Linked DNA regions of Callithrix jacchus: region 2 is linked to region 1. The links are chromatin contacts, called in public Hi-C maps. All regions are on one chromosome and are shown on one strand. The core of a region is the stretch at or near the end of the contact, and the rest is flanking DNA. Distances in the headings are between cores, read along the strand shown.

Region 1 (3,144 bases), core at 269-2,768:
AGCCCAGAGCCCCTAGCACGGAGAAGCTCCAAGTCCATGCCCCACCCTTACCAGCCTCCAGGTCTTCCAGACCCCTACCAAACCCGAGATTCCATGACATGCTTTTTGCCTCACACGGAAAAGCAGGACAGTCAGGTGCAAGGAGGAGGCTAATTGTTCCAGGAGCAGCCTTCAGGAGCAAAAGCAACCCGGGGATGGGTTTAGATTGGAAATGTCCTTTGAGGGTGCAGGCCAGTTCCTCCAGCCCGGGTGCTGCACCGGAATGTCTTTTGTTTTGGAAACGATTGCTCAGGCCTGCACAAACCTGTTTGGGCCTTCTTGCCCACCTCTCCCACCTCTGGTGCAGTGTGCCAGTGGTGGGCTGACCCCAGCGGTAGATCTCTCCTGCCTGTCCAGAGGGTCCCCACTCCACCGTGTTCTCAGCCTCTGCTCTCCTGCTCTCGCTGCACCAAGGATAGAGACCTTCCCAGACCCCACACCAGGCCCCTTACCCGAGAGGCTGGGGAAGGCTGGGACTGGGGACAGGAGCTGCCTGATCTGATTTTAGCAAATCCTGAGCTGACCCCCACAGCCTTTCCTCTCTAGCCACGAGCAGGTGGACAGTTGGAAGTTTGGTTGGCCAGTCTGGACTAACAATCTGGAGTGGGCCCTATCGCATCCTCTCCGGTGATCCCCCAGAAGTCAGGGCACCTGGGCTTGGTAAGGGGTATGGGGCATGCGGGCCACTCGAAGGCATGGCATGGCATGCGGGGTGGGGTGGCATTGGCCCCTGATGCTCAGTGACCACGTCCCATTGCTGGGGATCCCTGGGCCTGGGACAGAAAAATGGCCCTTAGGGACAGTGAGTCACCAGGGTAGGGGTCCTGGTAGGGGTCACCCGGGCTGGACAGCCCCCAAGATAATCTGGAGGTGGAAAGAAGCTGCAGGCTCGGAGCTGCCCTTGAGGGGGCCAGGGCACCACTGGGTTCTGAGATCCTCGCTGTGTACCCACCTCTTCCAAGCTCCTGCCCCGAGGGATGGTGCTGAAGGCTGCAGAGTGCCGACGGCCTAAGCCCACCCGGCCATGTCTCTCCCCGCTCCCTGCCCTCCCTGGCCTCGCGGTCTCCGGAGCCCCCTCCCTTGGCAGCGCGCTGCGCGCTCCGCCGGAGCCGCCGCCGCCGCCGCCGCCGCCGCCGCCGCCGCCGCCGCCGCCGCCGCGTGCTCCTGCTGCCGCCTCGCTCCAGCCGAGCGAGCCAGAGGAACGAGAGAGAGAGAGAGAGAGAGAGAGAGAGAGAGAGAGAGAGAGAGAGAGAGAGAGAGAGAGAGAGAGAGAGAGAGAGAGAGGAGAGAGAGAGAGAGAGAGAGAGAGAGAGAGAGAGAGAGAGAGAGAGAGAGAGAGAGAGAGAGAGAGAGAGAGAGAGAGAGAGAGAGAGAGAGAGGGAGAGAGAGAGAGAGAGAGAGAGAGAGAGAGAGAGAGAGGAGAGAGAGAGAGAGAGAGGAGGGCGGAGAGAGGAGGGAGAGGGGGGGAGAAAGAGAGAGGAGAAGAGAAGGGAGGCGGCGAGGGAAGAGCGAGCGCGGGGCTGCTCCGGAGCTAGCAGAACCTCCTAGGACAGCGGCCCCAGCCGGGCCTCAGCAGCTTGCGTGGTCGGAGGAGAAGCAGCTGCCACCGCGGCCGCCAGAGCCCGGCCTCGCGCGCCCCTTGCCGCCGGCTCGCGGGTGCCTGTGCGGCCCCGGGACTCCGCTGCCCGCTCAGCCAGCGGCCGGGATGCAGCCGGGGCATGGCCGCCGGCCCCCCGTCACCTGCCGCGGGGAGCGCTGAGCCCGTGAGTAGTCGGCCCTCGTCGCCCGCCTAGCCCTGTGGCGGTCATTACCGGCGGGCTGAGCTGGGGGAGGGGGTCACTGTCGGGAGGGGCGCACGGGACCCTGCGGCGGGAGGCGGAACGCGGAGCGCTGCCGGGGCTGACCTGAGGGCGCGTGGGGAGGGGTGGCGCCCTCGGGGTTAGGGGTCCCTGCGTGGGGTCCGGTCCCTGGGTCCCTGCGGGGCTGGGGTCCGGACGCTCTGTCCCGCCGTAGCCCAGAGGGGAGATTTTGTGAACGGGAAGGCCCGGGGGTCGGGCTCCATGGAGACGCCGGGGAGTCCCGCGCGCGCTGCGTGGCGGTGGCGGTGGCGGTGGTGGCGGCGGCACAATGCCCGGCGCGGGGAACTCCCTGGCGGGGGGAGGCCGAGGCGCGCGGAGATCCCGGCTCCGCGGGGCGCGTCCGGGGAGGCAGCCGGAGCCCGAGCGGGTGGGAGAGGGGCTGGCGACCCGGCGGTGGTGCAACGTGCTTCTGTAGCGGTCCCCAGGCCCCGAGAGAGCCCTGCCGGGTCCTCTGGAAGGAGGATCGCTGAGAGGTTGATGACCCAAAGGAGTTGTGGGGAGGAAGGGGCTGCCACAGCTCCCTAGATAGGAGCTGGGCCCGCGGCGCAGCAGCATGCGCGTGGGCCGAGCGGCTAGGGGTGAGCGAGCGGCGCGCAGGGCCCTCCAGGGGGCGGGCTGGGGGCGCTCCCGGCCGAGTCTCCGAGCTAGCGCGTTAGGAAGGCTCCAGCGGGAGAGGAGGCTGCCTCTCCGAAGCCTTGGCAGCCCCCAGGGGCTCGAGCCGCTGGTCAGGCTTGGGAAACCGGGCACGCCCCTGGCCCAAACTTTCTGCCCCGGTGGCCCCGGTCGGTGTCAGGGCTTACCAGGGGCGTCTGGGGCTCGTCCCCTCAGGAGGGTGGTCTCCTGTGGGGTGGGGGGGGGGGGCGGGAAGCCGGTGGTCATTTTGGAGCTGCGCGTGGCAGCCTCCCTCCCCCGGGCGCGGAGCCTTCCGTGGCGCGCAGCCCTGCAGTGTCGGCGCGGGGATCTAGGCGCGGCGCCCCGAGTGGAGGGGCTTCGGGAACCCGTTGGGTCCCCAAAGGGCCCTGGGATCCCTAGTCTCACGTGGGGTGGGGGTGAGATGTCCCTGGAGTCCACTGGCGGGGCGGGGGCCCAGCGAGGTGGGGAGAAACTCCTGGATGACAGAGCTGCCTCCCCCTCCCCTTTCCGTTCCGGCTTTGGCAGGGGACCTGATTTATTTAATGATCACTTTTAAAAAGGACTCCTGCGGAGCCTCTGGTCCCGAAGCGCGAGACACCCCGCAGTGGAGGCT
Region 2 (3,144 bases), core at 465-2,964, 100 kb before region 1:
GCACTTGGGGAGGCCGAGGCGGGTGGATCACGAGTTCAAGAGATGGAGACCATTCTGGCCAACGTCCATCCCAGGGGGAACCAGGGAGGATCGAGTCTCCTGGGCCTCACAGGGAGCGCGGATGGGAGTTTGGTGCATCCCTCAGCAAAGCAGGCCGAGTGCCCAGCTGGTTCCCTCAGGTCCCTCCCTTGGGCCCCTTTCTGCCCTGTTGACTGGGGTGTTTTAACGCAGGAAAGTAGACACTGGTTGTCACCTGCCAGCTCCTACAAGGAAAATGTATGTTTGTGTGATTATCCATGGCTCCCAGGGCACGTGGGCACCGGGCTGGCCCAGTGCAGTGGAGGTGGGGAGGGGACTCATAGGCTCCGGGGTGCATGGGGAATGAGTGTCAGCAGGGGGGCGTCCTCCGTCCTCGGTCAACGGAAGATGCTCTTCCTAAGGGTCCCACAGGAGGGCCATGATGGGGGTGGGGGGGGAGGGGGTGGACACCTGGCCCTGATTGTCCACCTGTCCTTGGGTCTTGGCTGGTCCTGAGACGTGCTGGGGAGCAGAGTTGGGGTCACAGCCTCAGCCGGGGCTCCTGCTTTCCAGCCCCTTGGCATCTTCCCTGCAGGTGCTCTCCTGGGTAGAGGCTGTGGGACCATAGAGAGGGGGTGGAATGTGCCCAGGGAGTGTCCTCCCGGCCTGCCATGAGGACCTGCCCAGGCACCTCTTGGGGCTGATCCTCCCTGGCAGGCAGCCCTTCTGGGCTCCTGAGGTGCTGTGCAGCCCCTTCCCCAGCCCTGGGACCCCCAGTGCATGAGAAGAGGAGTTCTTCTCCAGCAGGGAGCAGGGTGGACCCCAGCCCAGCCCTCACCTGACAGCCGGGTTCATGGGGTGTAATTTACAATGAACCCCACTTCTCCCTGAAGGCCCTCTCCTGACACCAAAGTCACGCTCCTGACCCTGCAGGCCACAGAGTGAGGAGGACCCAGAGCGGGCAATAGGCTAGGGTCATTTCATAAGCCAGGGGGACCCGTGTGTCTCCTCAGGACTGGAGGTGGAGTGAGGGGCGGGGGCTGCCGGCGTCATCCACAGGAGCGCCTCTCATTCCACCCCTGGGGGTGCACTTGCCGACTTGCCCGGCCCTGGACTCACAGGCTGTGCTGCTGTCTGCCCAGGGTCCGGTGATTGCTGCGCCCAAGGTTGGTCCCACTGGTAGGCCCTGCCCTGCCCTCCCACCGCTGGCTTCTGAGCAGGGGGATCTGGGGCTGCTGGACCTTGGAGGCAGAGCCGGGGCATCCCGTGTCCCTATGTCTTGGGAACCTGGCATCCTGAGGGCCAGCACCACCCACCCCCCTGCCTGCACTGGACCCTCCATGGAAGAATTCCTCTTCTCAGGCACTGGGGGTCCCAGGGCTGGGGATGGGGCTGCACGGCACCTCAGGAGCCCAGAAGGGCTGCCCGCCAGGGAGGAGAAGCTGCGGGGAGCAGAGGTCTGGACCGGCCGGGATGCTCCTGACCGGCATCCCCCTCCCACCCGGGGCCACAGGGGCAGGGGAGGAGGAGGGGAGGGGCCCTTGTCTTCCTGTAGCCCCTCCCCTTCCTCCTCTCCCCTCCCTCTGCCCATCTCGTGGTGAGACAGCTGGCAAGGGCCTTCGGCTGCCCTGGAGTGCCCCTGCCCTGGACAAACTCCTTCTGCCCTCTTCTCCTGGAGGTGCCAGATGGGGCAGGCCCAAGGCAGTGGAGTTCTGGGTCCTGGCTCCGGCTCTGTCTCTTCCCGAGGGCCCTGGAAGAGCCAGGAGGAGGGCCTAGTACAGCCAGGCAGATGGTGCCCGGGAGGATGGGCTGCCTGGGTAGACAGACCGACTGGCAGGACAGATGGTGGCGGGGCAGGGGTCCGGAGTTCGCCCCATCTGCTCCAGCCCCTGGTGGGACTTTTCTCATCCACCTCGTCCTGCGCTGAACCACGATGAGGCTGCGTGGGTGGCTGTGGCTCAGGCTGGATTCTGTCGCGCTGGGTCTTCTGTCCCTGGGGCATGCTCAGCCATGCTCATCTGGGGTCCTGAAGCCCCTCCTGGCAGCTGGCAGGTGGCCGGTGGTCTCATGTTTTGGGGGCTCTTGAGGGTCTGGGGCCATGCCTGAGCAGGGCGTGGGGTGCATCCTGGGAACAAAGCCGCCACTACAGATGAGGGGCTTTGCAAGTGGATGGGGTGGCGGGCTGCAGCTCTGTGGAGGGGCTTCCTAGGGCCTGACGCCAAGAGGCCCCAGGACAGGAAGATGCTCAGTCACATGTCTGTGCTGTAGGTTCATCCCCCAGACCAGGTGACGTCAATGGGAGTGAGGAGGGATTGTGGGACCAGGGGCACCCAGGACAGGGCCAGGCTCTGTCTCAAAGGAGGGGATGCTGAGCCCAGGCAAGTTACACTCTTTCCTGGATGGAAGGTGGGTGGGTGGGGTGGGACGGCATGGGAAATGCCCAGCCCCAGGGCTTGCAGGAGCCTGCAGGAGGGTGCTATGTCTGGCCAAGGCATGGAGAGCACCTCCCTGGCCCCGTTCTTAACCTCTGAGGGGCGGGGTGCCTCGGGTGTATCCCGGGGGGTGAGGGTGCCAGGAGGATGTCTCATGCTGAGTTCTAATGTTGATGATACTAATCAAAAAATTTCTGAACAAAAAGCCAATTCCAAAGAGAAACGTGCAGCAGCCCTTTCCCATCGGCAGCATTCTGTGGAGCACAATGTAAGTTTCTTTGGTGGTTGGTGTTTTCAGACAGGCTCTGAAGTCACGCTCCCCAGGCTCAGGAACGGCTCTTCAAAGGGGGTCCGTCCATTTCCTTGAGTCAGAGGAGCTGGCGCAGGGTGGGAGCGTGGGGTGTCACGGGAAGTGCAGGTGGGGTGCCAGGGTCTAGACTGTAGTCCAGATCACCCTCCAAGGAGCCCGCTGAGGGCTCAGGAGGCCCCTCCCGCCCCACCTACTGCAGCCACCTTCGGGAGCCAGGATGCTGCCTGCAAGGTGGGGACCATCGTGAGGATAGCTGCCCACTGTCCCCTGCTCAGCCTCTTCCTGAGTTCCTCCTCACACTCAGTTCTCTTGTCTTCCTGGCCTCTTAGTGGCTGTGTGTCCTTGGGTAATTCACTCACCCTCTCTGAGCTTCAGTTCCTTCAG

Evidence for each region. A called contact is a pair of places that touch in the nucleus more often than the background predicts.
Region 2: a Hi-C map of skeletal muscle shows a contact between it and region 1, with 4 times the contacts expected there. The contact joins the enhancer-like site here to the promoter of RBFOX3 in region 1. A contact is called at or near these places in 2 of 3 Hi-C or Micro-C datasets (induced pluripotent stem cells and skeletal muscle).

The regions. Positions count from the first base shown.
Region 1 is chr5:135,336,489-135,339,632 of calJac240_pri, reverse strand. It overlaps RBFOX3 (RNA binding fox-1 homolog 3), which reads left to right and starts at 1,518. Exons shown (of 14, transcript XM_078374843.1): 1 at 1,518-1,802.
Region 2 is chr5:135,441,516-135,444,659 of calJac240_pri, reverse strand. No RefSeq gene overlaps it. Among named protein-coding and RNA genes, the nearest start is that of ENPP7, 26 kb to the left of the region's middle. Within about 2 kb of position 1,714, at least 2 of the 16 cell types and tissues checked have an H3K27ac peak or open chromatin away from gene starts, as enhancers often do.